Regions from separate parts of the Mus musculus genome. Here region 2 is linked to region 1. A link is a contact called in public ChIA-PET data. All regions are on one chromosome and are shown on one strand. Each heading gives the region's core, a stretch centred on a gene start, on an enhancer-like site or on the middle of the called end of the contact. The rest is flanking DNA. Distances are from core to core; before and after follow the strand shown. Region 1 overlaps Gm46929 (a long non-coding RNA gene). Region 2 has its middle 47 kb from the start of Gm36140.

What was found. ChIA-PET counts read pairs in DNA pulled down with a chosen protein or histone mark.
Region 2: an RNA polymerase II ChIA-PET map of memory CD8 T cells shows a contact between it and region 1, with 21 read pairs. The contact joins two enhancer-like sites. A contact is called at or near these places in 5 of 484 Hi-C or Micro-C datasets (cerebral cortex, embryonic stem cells, macrophages and 2 more) and 2 of 115 datasets of contacts at active chromatin or transcription factors (embryonic stem cells and memory CD8 T cells).

What each region holds. Positions count from the first base shown.
Region 1 is chr5:148,591,516-148,598,931 of GRCm38.p6, forward strand. It overlaps Gm46929 (a long non-coding RNA gene), which reads left to right. Exons shown (of 2, transcript XR_001785023.2): 2 at 2,352-2,462. Among named protein-coding and RNA genes, the nearest start is that of Gm46929, 4.4 kb to the left of the region's middle. Within about 2 kb of position 3,671, at least 57 of the 459 cell types and tissues checked have an H3K27ac peak or open chromatin away from gene starts, as enhancers often do. A contact at or near this core is called in macrophages and memory CD8 T cells, where this site is marked.
Region 2 is chr5:148,677,812-148,684,884 of GRCm38.p6, forward strand. No RefSeq gene overlaps it. Among named protein-coding and RNA genes, the nearest start is that of Gm36140, 47 kb to the left of the region's middle. Within about 2 kb of position 1,995, at least 50 of the 459 cell types and tissues checked have an H3K27ac peak or open chromatin away from gene starts, as enhancers often do. A contact at or near this core is called in macrophages and memory CD8 T cells, where this site is marked.

The sequences.
Region 1 (7,416 bases), core at 2,421-4,920:
ACAGCAGGGATCAGCATTCTGGGGCCCACCCTGTGCTGCCGCCCCTCCCTCAGGATTCTTGGTTCACTTTGCCCTCTTCGGGGATCTCAGAGCAAGCCAGTGACTCAGAAAGGTCAGTCTGCTGCACTCTTTAACGCAGACTTTGTCCTGAGTGCTCACCAGGTAGACTAGGACCCATTTCGTTATCTGCAGAATCATGAAGGACTTCTCCTGTGCCTCGTTTAGTAACTAAGGGAGGGGAAAACTGACCCTGGGTTTATTGAAGCTTGTTGGAGGAGACTTTGCAGGTCTCCGTAGCAGACAAGACATGTTTTTCTCAAGCGTTGCTTTCCTGGACAGGAGCTCTGTGAGTCTTGGCCTTGAATACACTGTCATGGCCAATGGGCTAGTGACACTATTGCCAGGGACTTCTAGTGGCCTCAGAAAGGTCTCAGCCATGGCACTGGCTCCTAACCTCCCTGTGTCTGTTAGTGGCATCAACTGTCATAGCTGAATGGTGCCATTCTGTGTCTTTAGTGATTACAGATACCTTTGCTCCTAGTATTGGAGCAGAAAGACAAATGCTGGCTTCAGCATCACCAGCCCACATCTTCTTGTACCCTATTCGGTACCCTTGGTACTTTCTGACAAAGTATCTTCAGCCCTGAGGACAAAGCCCACGGCATCTTGGTCCTTCTGCTCTATGTGTGTCCCCCATCTTGTAAAGTTATAGTTGCTAGGTCTGGAACCCAGATGGACATATGGAAGGGCAAGCTTTGCCCTTTGGTAACCATCCACAAAAGCCTTTGACGGCAATATGTCCGCTCAGAGAGACAAGCATAAAAGTTGAGCTTCCTGGATTGACTTATGAGCTTGCTACTGAGTGGCAGAGAAGCCAATTCAAGAGAGTGCTAGTTTTTTTTGTTTGTTTGTTTGTTTGTTTTTTGTTTTGTTTTTTGCAGAAAGAAATACCCTCAGATATGCCTCCAGGCTCAGTTTGGTATCAGGTAGGAAAGGAGAGGGGACAAACTGCCTGCCAATTGGGTGTTCCTTTCGCACACTGTGTTAACAGTTAACCTGCCTCTTCCCACACCATGCGCTTGATTTTGGGAGGAGCTAGCATATGGCAAGAAGGATTTTGAATCTGTGATATTGAAAATATGTGACCCCTGCAAGATCCCTTGAAAAGCTGTGTAGCCCTGGCTGTTCTGGAACTCGCTCCGTAGACCAGTTCAAGGCTGGCCTTGAACTCAAAGATCTGTCTCCCTCTACCTCCTGAGTGCTGGAACAAAAAGCTGGTTCTTAGCTATCCCTGAGCTCAACCAAGGAAAACACCTTAGTACTTAGTTGTTTGAGGAATGTATGTGCAGGTGTGTCCAGACCTCAGCCGGTTTCAAGAGCCAGCCCTGCCTCTGAGCCCCGATGGCGGTCATATGAACAAAGGAGGGAGGCCCTCGTCTTGGCTAGCCAGGCTCTGCCTTTGAGGTGGTATTAAAGGACTTTGTCTCAGAAACAGTGTTAGCAACTTGCAAATAATTACATAGTTGTGGTGCCCCAGGATCTTAAGCACCCTGATTCTCTCCATGCCTATTGGGAGTGCTGCCATTTCTTACAGAGAGGGTCAGACTGTTCTGTAGGGAGCTGCCCTAGCTAACCAAGAGGACCAGGTTGTCCTTCCTGCTGGGAAAGTTAAGGGAGGGGGTCAGGAAAGGGGCAGGGGAGGGGAGGAGGGAGAGAAGAAAAATGTGGAGGAACAGGAGAGGGAGAAGAAACAGGAGGAGGAGTAGAAAGAAGGAAAGAAGGAAGACAGATAGACAGACAGACAGACAGACAGGAAGAAAAGATGGTGTGCTGAGACTCTGCCCTACAGCAGAGCATCTGCTTGTGTGGGCACCTTGTACTCGCTGGTATTATCCACAAGTCCCCACAAGACACAGAGTTCTTAGAGGAAGAAATATCATCCCTGTGACATTGTGTCATGCTGAGTAGCTCATTGTTCCCAATTTCTAGAGTAGTGCTGGCTTGGGGACCCTTTGGATGGTACTGAAGACCTTGGTTGTGGTCAGTCCTCTGTTATCTTGGCCAGAGCAGAGGGGGCAGCTGAGACCCCTCCTCTGTGGGGGCAGCTCAGGCTGCTCTGACGGGCGGTTTTAATCTTCAGAACAAAAGTGTCCCTTGATTTAAAAGAAAGTGCCAGCTCCCAACTTGGTTGACTCTCTGTGGGTAACAATCCTCCCATTCACTTTCTGGTGGGCCTCTTTCTGTAAAGCTCATTGTCAGAGACTGGGGGATGGTCGTGGAGGTCTAAGAGGGGGCTGCAAGCAGCAAGTGCTTATGGACTAGGGAGCAAACCCTTCCTTTCCCTTCCACAGGTTGGTGCTACGGAAGCTGCAGCACTGCAGACTATTTTGACTTCCAACAGTGGCTTAATGTCTCTGCCCAGGTGACAAGTGACTGTAATAAAAGCAAAGCCTGCCTCCTTATGTATGATCCCCCTCTCACCTAGACACAAACACTTAGATCTCTACCACCACCCCTGCCAAGACATAGTTACACAGAAAGGAATGTTATTTGGATAAGACCTGGCCCTGGGCTCTGCCTTGCTCATCACTAGAGCAGATGGTTAGAAACTAGGTTTTTTGGTTTTGTTTTGTTTTGTTTTTTGTTTGTTTGTTTTTGTTTTTTGGAGACAGGGTTTCTCTGTATAGCCCTGGCTGTCCTGGAACTTACTTTGTAGACCAGGCTGGCCTCGAACTCAGAAATCCACCTGCCTCTGCCTCCGAGTGCTAGGATTAAAGGCGTGTGCCACCATGCCCGGCTAGAAACTAGTTTTTAAGAGGAAAAAACCCCCGGTGTTAAATTCCATTTGTTCATACTGGGTTTTATGTCTCTCTCTTCTCTCTCTCCCTCTTCCCCTCCCTCTCCCCCTCCCTCTCTGTCTCTCTCTCCCCCCTCCCCATCCCTTTCCCCCTCCCCCTCCTTCCTCTCCCTCTCCCCCTCCCCCTCCCTCCCTCTCCCCCCTCCCCATCCCTCTTCCTCTCTCTTCTCCTCCCCCTCTCCTCCTCCCCATCCCCCTCACTCTCCCCTCCCTCTCCCTCCCCCCTCTTTCTCTCTCTCTCTCTCTCCCTCTCTCTCCCCTTTCTTCCTTTTTTAAAAAATTTATTTTGTGGCTGACTCTAGTGGATAACTTACCAATCATCTGCTAGCTTTGTCAACCCGAGGAGCCTTCTGTCCCCTCAAGTGAATATGGCTTAGATCAGACCCAACTTTCCTCTTCAGAATGGCACCTACTCCTAACCTCCATGTGTCCATAACTTTCATGACTGAATGTTGTCATTCTATGCCATTAGTGATTATAGAAACTTCCCCTTCCTGGTACTCCCCAGACGTAAGACAAGACTGCATTACTGCTCATTACCACAACCAGCTCCTAGCTTGTCTCACATGCAGCCTTCTCTACTCTAACCCTTTTTAAACAGATCATGCCCAATTACCTTTCCTGAGGCACAATCATCACTGTTTGTAGTGGGCATGTGTTCTTTGTGGGTATTCAATATCACTGAACATCCTTCCATATTCTGGACCATGCCTTTCTAAAGCAGAAGATTCATATTCCCTGACTCCCTTGCAGCTAAGATATAGTCATTTTATTCCTTGCCCCTAAGATGCATTCTAGTTCAGTGACTCACAGGTACCTCTGATCTCTGTAAGAGTTGTGGAAGCCAGGGTGCCCCAAGGAAGTGGTTGTGTGCAGGATCCATTCTTGTGCCAAATGTGGTATAGGAGGTTTTGTGTTTCTCCGGCATGTTAGAGATCTGTTTTTATGACAGCTGCTCTTGTAACCTGGCTTTTATAAGATGCCCAATATTATTTAATAATTCCCCTTTCAGCTTAAAGTAGGCAAAGCAATTGACAAGCAAGAAATTTTTTTTTAAATTAATGTGGACTAGTTCCTTAGTGCCTTATGAAGTGGGTCCTTGCTTTTCAGCCTGGGTTCACATTTCCCCAGAAGAAGGTTTCATACCCACAGACTTTACAAAACAACCATTTTGGTCTCTACTTCCTGTTTCTGCTGCTTCTGCTGGTTTCATGTCCTCTGACTTCAGTGTTTTCCTCTTTAACCTTAGTTTTTCTGCATTTTTTTTTTACTTTGCTTGAACTGTTTATTGTCTGAAAAGAACAGCCAGGGGAAAGCTTTTCATCCGGAAAACATTCTTTGCTTTGGCCCATGGACCTTCCTCATTTCTTTCTTTTTCTTTTCCTTTTTCTTTTTATTACATATTTCCTTTATTTACATTTCAAATGTTATCCCCTTCCCTAGTTTTCCCTCCGAAAATCCCCTATCCCTTCCCTTTTTCTTTTTTCTTTTTAAACACAGAGATTATCAGTTTTGAAGGATCCTAGTGATGCTAATATATATCCTATACAGACATGAAACCCATCAAATCTTGTCATAGGAGAAAACACTAAAATATTAAAGAAATTTGTTAGCATCAAAAAGCATTTTTGATAAAGTAAGTCTACAGACTTCATATTCTCATACTTATGACTTTGTTTTAAACATCAAATGGGGGATTGCAAAGTGAGGATCCACAGAAGTTTCCACTGGGTGAGAAGAGGACATTTGAAAGAGTCCATGTCGTCTTTGTCACCATTTGCCTGGTCTCTGATATTTGCTAAGATGGGAAGAACTTTCTTGTCTCAGTCAATGCTTGACTTTCATGTGTGTTCTCAAAACCCTGGAAAGACAGAGGCCACTGACCTCTGGACAGTGCCAATGGGCGTGATGTTGGCTGCAGACCGGTTCTTGCCAGTGTTCCATTGATGTTGTCTGGAATCCTGAACTGAAGAGAGAAGAGTCCAGGGCAGGGCGGGGGCCTCCAGGTTTCACTGAGCCCACAACTGTGGAAGCAGCCTGTCAGAATATCTCCATTTGCCAAACACGGCTTACGGAAGGCCTAGCCAGGCTCCTTGTCCATTGTCTGCTGTTGGGGCCAGTGCTACTTATGACTTCAGACCTGGCAGACGACACGATGTTTCCTCTGGCTCTGAACCGCAGTGTCCTCAGTGACAACACGAGATTCAACAACTTCCCTGGTTTCTTATCAGATTATGTCAATTTCGCCCACTTCCTGCTCATTTTTTAATCACAAATGTGAGATCTACTCATGGTTAAATCATTTCTTCTCTGTACGGCCTACGGTTATCATCGATGCTGAGAGTTCCTTTAAATCCCTTATCGGCCATTCTTACTCCCTAGGTACATCACAGATACACTGTGGCTTGGCTGCATTGAAGACACGCTTAAAAATCTGCGTTTATCAGTGAGGAAAACCAAGAGGTTTTAGTGTAAGGCAGTATTTCTTAACCTGTGGGTCATGACCCCCACAGGGGTCACATGTCAGATATCCTGCATATCAGATATTTACATTATGACTCAGAACAGTAGCAACATACAGTTCGGAGGTGGCAACAAAGTAATTTTATGCTTGGGGGTCACCACAGCATGAGGAACTGTATTAAAGGGATGCAGCATCAGCACCACGGAGCTAAGGTAACAGCTTTGGACTGCATTTGTAAAAAGGTTTAAATAATATCAGCTACAGTATGTAAATGGCAAACTCCATGAACAATCTACTGCTGATATTGTATATATTATTTTTTATCTAAACTTGAAAGAGAAAATTATAAGATTTTTCTTCTTCTTCTTCTTCTTTTGTTTAAAGACATACGTATATGTGTGTGCCTACATATATTTATGAGCACTATATGTATGCAGATGTCCAAAGAAGCCAGGAGCCATCAGGTACCCTGGAAATGACAGTTACAGGCAGTTGTAAGCTTCAGGTGTTGGGAGCTATACCCAGGTCCTCTGCAAGAGCAGTAAGCACTCTCAACTGCTGAGCCATCTCTTCAGCTCTGTTTGACTTCCTAAATGAATTTGAGTTGCTTTGCTCTGTGTAGATTAATAGTCACAGCCCTATATAGACCATTGGCTTCATCTGTGGGCATAATGCTTTTGTGCACAGTCTAAAGGTTATTCTCGTGTTATTCAAAGGCTGATTTCTCTGCCCTCATATCTTGTTCCAATCAGGACATGGCATTGTAGTCTTCATGTCTAGAATCTCTTGTCTTAAATTTGTGTAAGCAATTCTTACTATTTATTTTCTGCCTCGTTAATAAATGCTGGTCACCCAGTGGTTGGACAGAAGAGAGACTAGGGTGGAAATTTCCACCAGCCAGTGGAAGCAGAGACAGAAAGGGAGTTCCAGGGAAGCCATGAGGAGAGGGTCTGGGAAGACACCATGGGAAGAAACATCTAAGGCAGACAGAGCTAGAACAACATTAAAGTGCAAGTATTAATTGGGATCATGGCTGGGAGGTAGCCAGATTTGCATAGAGGGTTCAGACAGGTCATTTAATGGCTCAGCTACTGAAGTGTGGGCTGGTTTCTCTGTGTGGTTACTGCGGACGAGCAAAGGTAAAGAAATGCAGTCACAGGATTAATTCACTGATTACATCTATGGTTAAAAGAATGCATTTTATCTTTTTCTTCATGAATTCTGCTAGGAGTTCCTATGACAATCTACTTAGCACTTTAAAAGGCTGGTAATATGGGTAGCATATCACCCGTAATTTGTAGCCTAATTAAGGCATTTTTGTTTAAATATTTATGGGTTAAACATAATGAAGTTGCTATATTTGATTACAAATATGACACACATATGTTAAAAAAGAATCACCAAACACTTCCCCTTCATCCTGATGAGAGAAATGTCTTTTGTCACATCTTACGGAGCACTGCCTATTGGTTAAGGACGATCAACGTCTGCGTTGACTCCAGATTTCATTAATAATTCTATCTCTTGACCACTGAGCTGAACTTGAGGACACAAGGCCTGCTGGAGTCCATGAGATTTGACAAAAGCAGTTCTCAGCATCTTTGGATACATTTCAGGAGCCGTCAAGCCTGACTGCATAGCGGGGACGGAAGTGTTGTCAGGGCCGAGTGGCTTCGTTAACTGGTTAATCATCTACCTAACGCATACTTGAACGAAACTGGAAAGTCCTGTCATCTGGTTGCCAGATGTGACAGAACTGAGAAGGAAACACTGGAGCTTGGGGGAGTTCAGGCCATACGCTAGCAAGCTGGCTTTGGTTATCATGCAAAGCTGCCTCGGACAGGGAGAGATCAGGCATGTATGTATATGAATGTGTGCATGTATTTTTCTATTTGTTCAGGAATCTATTAGAGAATAATATCTTTCAACTTAATACTATAATACTGTAATACTACACCTCTCTATGAGAACTGTTTCGAATGATTTGATTCTAACCCTTCAACATTACAACTTCACCGTGATGTTCAAAGGCGTTTACACATACAAGAAAATTTCGGAGTAACTCCGGGGAAACTTTGTGAATATAGCTGTTATC
Region 2 (7,073 bases), core at 745-3,244, 85 kb after region 1:
ATCAGAACAAACAAGACCAAAACTATCAGACCTACCCACAAAGAGTCAATGGGAGAAAAAAGCATAACTCATGAACCTTAACATGTCCCAAAGCCGGGAACCTTATCGTCTCAATCCTTTCTTTCCTTCTCTTCTCTCTTTCCCTTCTCTCCTTCCTTTCTTTCCTTTCTTTCCTTTCCTTTCCTTTCTTTCCTTTCTTTCCTTTCCTTTCCTTTCCTTTCCTTTCCTTTCCCTTTTCCTTTCCTTCACTATTTCCTTTTCTTTATCACTGATTCCTTCATTTTTCCTCCCTTTTCTTTTCCTTTTTCTTAAAAAAACATATCCCCCTTTAACGCGGGGATCAATTTGGGAGACTTACTGGTACCACCGTTCCTCAGCTGAAGAGTTCTGAATCCACGCCGGATCCTTCTCAGCAGTCTGTTTTACGGGAACACTTTATTAACCGCTCCTTCCCCGTGATGCAGTTCTGAATCCTCCCTGTAGCAGGGGGTCTTCGCTCGTGCCTGAAGATGTTTCTTTTCCCGGATTTTGGCACCACTTCTTGCACGCACCCGACTCACCAGCAAGAATGATGCTGAACAGGATCCTTCTGCACATGTTTATTGGGAGAGACTGATTGCAGAAGCGAAGAGAAACCCCAAGCCCAGAACTGGTGCTGCTTATAAAGACCTAGGAGAGGCGTGTCTCACACACGGATTGGTTATGCATGGGTTATGCTTACCACCTCATTTGCATATCTCACATCTGATTGGTTAACATGTCTCTTATCTGATTGGTTAACTTTTCTCTCATCTGATTGGTTAACTTGTCTCTCATCTGATTGGTTAACTCTCAAAACCTCATCTTGGCAAGAAACTTTACTGCCTATGTATGTGTGGTGGCCAGTGGTGGCCAGCACCACCCTGCAATGGCGCATGTGGCTTCCCACATGACACAAACAGCAGATGTCATAACCACAAGATGTACTTTTAGATATCATACTTCCCCTTGTAGTCACCAAGGAAAATTACCACTGCTCCCCACTGCCCTTCTGCGTAAGGGTTATTTCCCCTTTGATCTTTTTGTATAAAAACTACAAGCTTTGCTGAATACAACGAGGCCTTGACAAGATTCAGATTGGCTCCGTCTCTTTTCTGTGCTTGGCCTCCGTTTCTCTCTCACCCCACCCCCCATTTAGTTTTAGGAGCAGTCCCCTCGAGACCCACGAATAACTGGGCCTGCTGGACGGGTCAATTTTGGGTGCAAATTGTTTATCAGGTATGCGAATCACGAGTATTTTTCTTCCAGGATGTAGCTTTTTGTTTTATTCTCTGAACAGTCTCTTGCACAGCTAAAAATGTTTGATTTTAATGAGACCAACTCTACCCATTCTTTCATGGTTTGTGTTTTTCATCTCAAATAAAATCTACTGTATTTAAAGTTTAAATCTACTTATTTAAAGTTTATAACATGAAGATGGGACAGTATTGATGTCTGTGGCCCACATTACCACCAAGGGCCATGTGGATGTCCATGGTCTGTGCTGCAGCCTGAACCCACGTTGATGTCTATAGGCTGTGCTTCCACCATAGGCCATAATTATACGGGGGACCTTCGAGCTGCCCTCTGTGGCCATGGTAATGTCCGGGTCCTACTGGGTTCTACTGCAGCCAGGGACAGTCTGTGTCAATGTCCGTGACCTGTGTTGTCACTGAAGGCCATGTGGATGTCTGTGGGCTGTGCAGCTGTCATGGGCCATACTGATCTGAGTGGCCACCTGAGGGCCATGGTGAAGCCCACAGTCTGGGCTGCCTCCAAGGGTCTTGTAAGGGTCTGTGGTCCACTGTAATCAGGGGCTGTGTTTGTGGTCTGTGCTGTCACCAGAAACCACGCAGAGGCCCATGATGGTGCTCTAGCTGACTGAAGAGCAAGGAGGTTACTTTCGCTGTGATATCGATGACAGCAGATGCACAGCTGCAAGGAAGGGACATGGAAGGTTTCTGTGACAACCCCATCCTCCTCCTGCCCCCACCCCCAAAGTAACAGCTAGACAGGAAGCCACTGAAGAGAACTCTTATAACAGTGTGACAGAGATGCTGAAGTACTCTCCACAACGGATGGCTTCAGGCAGAGGTGTGGGGGGAGGACTCAGTTCTATTCAAGGGACAGACCACTGGGAGAGTGACCATGCCCCAGTCCAATGAGTATATAAATAACACAAATTGGACTTGTTTCTTTTTTAATTCTTATTTTTATTTTTACTTTTTTTGGCTGGGGGTGGGGTGGGGTGGGGTGAGGTCACAAGTCGGGTCAGACAATAAAAGATTGGGAAGTAAATGTGATCGGGGTACGTGATGTGAAACTCCCAGAGGATCAATAAAAATGTTATGTTCCAAATAAATAAATAAATAAATAAAGTTTGTAACATTCAAGGTCCTCTAGGTTTCCTCCTGTACAGTTGTCATAGTTACCTTCCGCTAGGAGAAAGGGAACCAAAATTGAGGTAACACACATTGATTGGCCTGTGGCCACCGGTTTTTGATCAATTATTGATACAGGACGGTCCAGACCCAGGTAGGTAGTGCCATTCCTGGGTAGGTGGGCCTGAGCTCTACTGGAAAAGCAGCTGAGAGAGTCAGAGGGACGGACTTACATTCAAGCCACAAGCCACGGTGTGGCCTTGGGGCTCACCCCTTTCTTCTCTCCTAAGAGGCGGAGCAGATAAGCATCTATCACTCATTGGCTCCCTGGGGAATCACATGTTAAATGAACCCACCCACCTTTCTGTGGTCTCACCGTTTCCCAGAATCCACTCTCTTCTTGCCAGTGTCCCACCCCCTACTTCCTGCCTCAGCTCATTGGCTATCTTTTTTAATTGACAAGTGATGTGTGTGAGACACTCTCTCTATACCTTTCTCTCTTATTCACCAGTCTATGGGCAGTTCACTCCCGTGAACCTTTGGAGGGTGAAGTGGAAACTTCCTTCTGTCCTTACTGTTCACAGGTCCACATGTTCCAGAACATTCCAATGTTTATGTTAAGCAGGTACAGTTCCCTGTAGCTCAATTGTCTCTAATAGCACTGTTTAAATATATATATATATATATCCATTCTTGTAACATTATCTTTTGTTTTCATGTGCCAGAGCCACACGTACTTAAAAATGTCACAAGCAATCAAAGAGGTAACAAGCAAGCCCGAGATTAAATCTTTCCCCACACAGCTCTGGAAATGCTTTACAAACACAAAATGCCAAATCCGACATGGGTAGACTCTCCTTCATTTTTGTTTCTGTTGAGAGCAATAATTAGCTTGACATTTCTGATGGTAATCTGCTAACAAGTACGAAACTTATTAAGTCTTCAAGCGTGTGTGGCATTTTGACCCAGCCCAAGGATACTGCCTATTTTAGCATCAAGAAAGAACTTCAAGAATATTGAGTGCACTTAGTATTGTACTTATTTGAAAAAAAAAATTAAAGTTAAAATGACCTACACGGTGGTGACTAATGCTTGTGGCGTGGCCTCCTGAGGTCCAACCGTGGTCCAAAACTCTTAGAAATAATAAGTTTTACATTGTCTTAGTTGGCCTTCTATTGCTGTAAAGAGACTCCATGACTATGACTCTTATACAAGAGGGCATTGAACTGGGGCTGGTTGATAGTTTCAGGCTGGTTTGTAGCCAATTGTCATGGCAGGGAGCAAGGCAGCGCACAGGCAGATATGGTGTTGGAGAAGTTGAGAGTTCTGCATGTGCCCACAGGCAGCAGAAGAGAGAGAACCTCTGCGCCTGGCTTGGGGTTCTGAAACCTCAAAGCCCATCCCTCATGACTCACTTCCTCCAACAAGGCCATAGCTCCTACTTCTTTCAAATGGTGTCACCCCTGGGGCCCTCCCCCCAAGCATCTAAGTCTGTGGGCCTACGGGGGCCATTCTTATTCAAACCATCAGAACATTGCATGCCATTCTGACAACATGGTGGAGTCAGACTGCCTGTCCCATTCTTTCTGGGGCACACACCATCTCTGTGCCCAGTACATGTATAAGCTCTCTGCCACAAGTCACACAATAGCTGTCCATGCTACCAGTGGATGGTCAGGGCACCTTAGCGTATCCACTCAAGTAATGCTTATTTTATTGATGGCTCCAAAGCCCAGGCACGGCAATGGTGATGGTTTGCATGTGTCACAGTAACAGCACACAGTGTTTTAAGTCAAAAAGTAGGGCTGGAGAGATGGCTCAGTGGTTAAGAGCACTGACTGCTCTTCTGAAGATCCTGAGTTCAAATCCCAGCATCCACATGGTGGCTCACAACCATCCGTAATGAGATCTAACACCTTCTTTTGGTGCATCTGAAGACAGCTACAGTGTACTTACATATAATACATAAATCTTAAAAAAAAAAAAGTAAGTAGAAAAGTGATTGGTTTGGGCTTAATTAACACACTGACATGGCTTAGATCTGTAGTATGTTAATATCTCACTGAGCTTAAAGTATCAACTTTATTACAGGCATGTATGATGTGGTGGCTCATCATGATTGTTAACTTGATTGGACTGAGAAGTACTTAGATTATTGAAGTATGCCTCTGGGTGTGTCTGTGTGGGTGAGTTCAGAGAGAATTAAGGGGCAGGGGAGACCTGAATGTGGGCAGCACTCAACCATAGGCCAGGGGCTCAACTGCAATGAAGGGGAAACCAGGAAGGAGTCAACTAGTGTAGACCTCTCTCTGCTCTTGGCAACCATGATGGGAGTGGCTCTCCATCATCCCCTGCCACTCGCACCCCCACCCCCATCACAGTGAACTGATACCTCCCAAACTCTGGTCCAAAATAAATTCTTCCTTGGTCTGAAGAGATAGCCCAGTGGTTAGGAACACTGGCTGCTCTTGTACAGGACCTGGTGGCAGCTCACCGCTGTCTACAACTCAGCCCCAGGGGATCTGGTGCCCTCTGCTGGTCTTCATGGGCACCTCACACACACGGTACAGACATGCGTGCAGGTGATCTACACTAAAAATAAAAATTTTCTGAAGTTGTTTTGTTCAGATATCACACACAAACATACACACACATGAGAAAGAAGACAGACAGAGACAGAGAGGGAGAAAGAGGGACCGGGAGAGAGATAGAGAAAGGAGAAAGAGTGAGACGGAGAGAGGGATAGGGAAAAAGAGAGGAAAAGGAGAGAGAGGGACAAAGACACAGAGAGAGAGACAGAGGGAAAGAGAGAGAGATGGAGAGAGGAGAAGGAAAGAGAAATGGAGAAACAGAGAAACAGAGAAACAGAGAGAGGGAGGAGAGGGAAAGGGAAAGGAGAAGGAGGTGAGAGGGAAAGGGGGAGAGAGAGTATATGGTGTTAGTACTGTCTCTGCAGGCCCCTCAGAGCCTTGGAAGGCCCAAGGGAGTTGAAGGCAGAAAGGACCAGAATTTCTGACATGCCCCTGTGGTGTGGGGGGTGGGAGGGATGCTGTGCACATAAGCAAAGGCCGCTGGGCTTTCCCAGTTCTGCACTCTCCGTGGGAGCAGAGCTGGGGACACTGTGACCACAAACAACTGAACACGCATTGATGTGGATGGCCAATGTCTCCCTGTCTACCAGAGGTCTAAACACCCTCTGTCAGATGGGCGTGGTGGTCAATGCCTATAACCCCAGCACTTGGAGGAGCACAAGCCAGGGGCTAGCCTGAGCCACATAACAAGGCTCCATCTGAGAATAAACACAAATACACAATGTGATATGATATCGCACTGCCTCCTGTTTCTCCTGTCCCCACTGGTTCTCAGAGCTAGCCTTTTCTGTAGTGTTTGTTGCAGAAGTTATTTGGAGAGCCCTCTGGAGGGAAAATGCTAGTGAAATTTTAATTAATGGGAAAGACAGTAAATAAAGAAAAAAGATTCTGCAGAGAGCTCGGTAAGTGGGAACTGAAGCCATGCTCCTGGTAACTAGGATTCGATAGCCTCGTAACTGATAAGCAATGAAAAGACACTCCCTGAGCCTGAATTTTGTGCCCTCCCAAGTTGAGCCGTTCAAATGGAGAAGGAAGTTCTCTCTTGGTTGGGAGACATCAAAGCTCCATCCTTCATGGCTGGTCCTGCTGCCTGGATGTGGTGGATGTCGCTGGAGGTGGGCATGGGAAGAGGGGTTGGGAGTGATCTTCTTGCAGGACCAAGAGGTACCGAGACCAAGGACTCCGGCAGCATGTTTTCCCACTACCCAGAGACATGGTTGGGATGCCAGCCCAAGCCAGCAGATAGAACACAGAGCTGACCTGGGAAGGAAGAAGCCACAACACTCACACTGGAATTCTGGGTCAGGAAGCTAAAGCTTGAAATATTACACAGAAGATTTGCTAATTGTGGAAGGGGCCACCAGGTTTCTGTCTGGATCTCCATTAGAACCTAATTAGCAGGCAATGGGTCAAGTGCAGAGCTGTGGCTGGCCTGCTAAAAACGAAAATGTAAACAACCTTTACAGAAACCAGGAATCCGGACCAGGTCCAACATGAAGTAAGGGAGTGAGTAGGTCAAGCTAGCTTCTGTTTGGCTGGCGAGGGAGGAAGTCCTCAGAGCCATTTGCAAAGCATTTGGCATTCTCTTCCGGAGCTGAGCGTTTGCTTTCCGTATGTTTCGACAGCTCCAAGAATACACCCCGGAGAAAACTCTTGCACATGTGCCCAGGAAATAACGTGGTGTGATGTTTGTAATAACACTTTTAGCGAGAGCAGAAAGCTATAAACAAACAGCTCAATGCCCATAAACTAATGAATACATAAATAGAAAATGGGAGCTGACTTAGCAATAAACTACAGAAGCATCCACGGTGTGGACGAACCTCAAAGACATTACTCTGAGTGACAGGAGCCAGGCATAAAAATGGAAGACACTTTGATTCTGTGCTCGAGAATACTCTGTACAGGGGAATCTATACAGAGTGGGTAGTTGCTGGAGGCTGGAAAGAATGGGGAGGAGTAGGGGGGAGGGTCAGTGTTAATGGGTATTTAAGGTTTCTTCTTGGGTTGATACAAATTAATACAAATACCTGTTACCATGGTTCCCCAGTCTGTGAGTATACTACAAAACACTGAATGACAC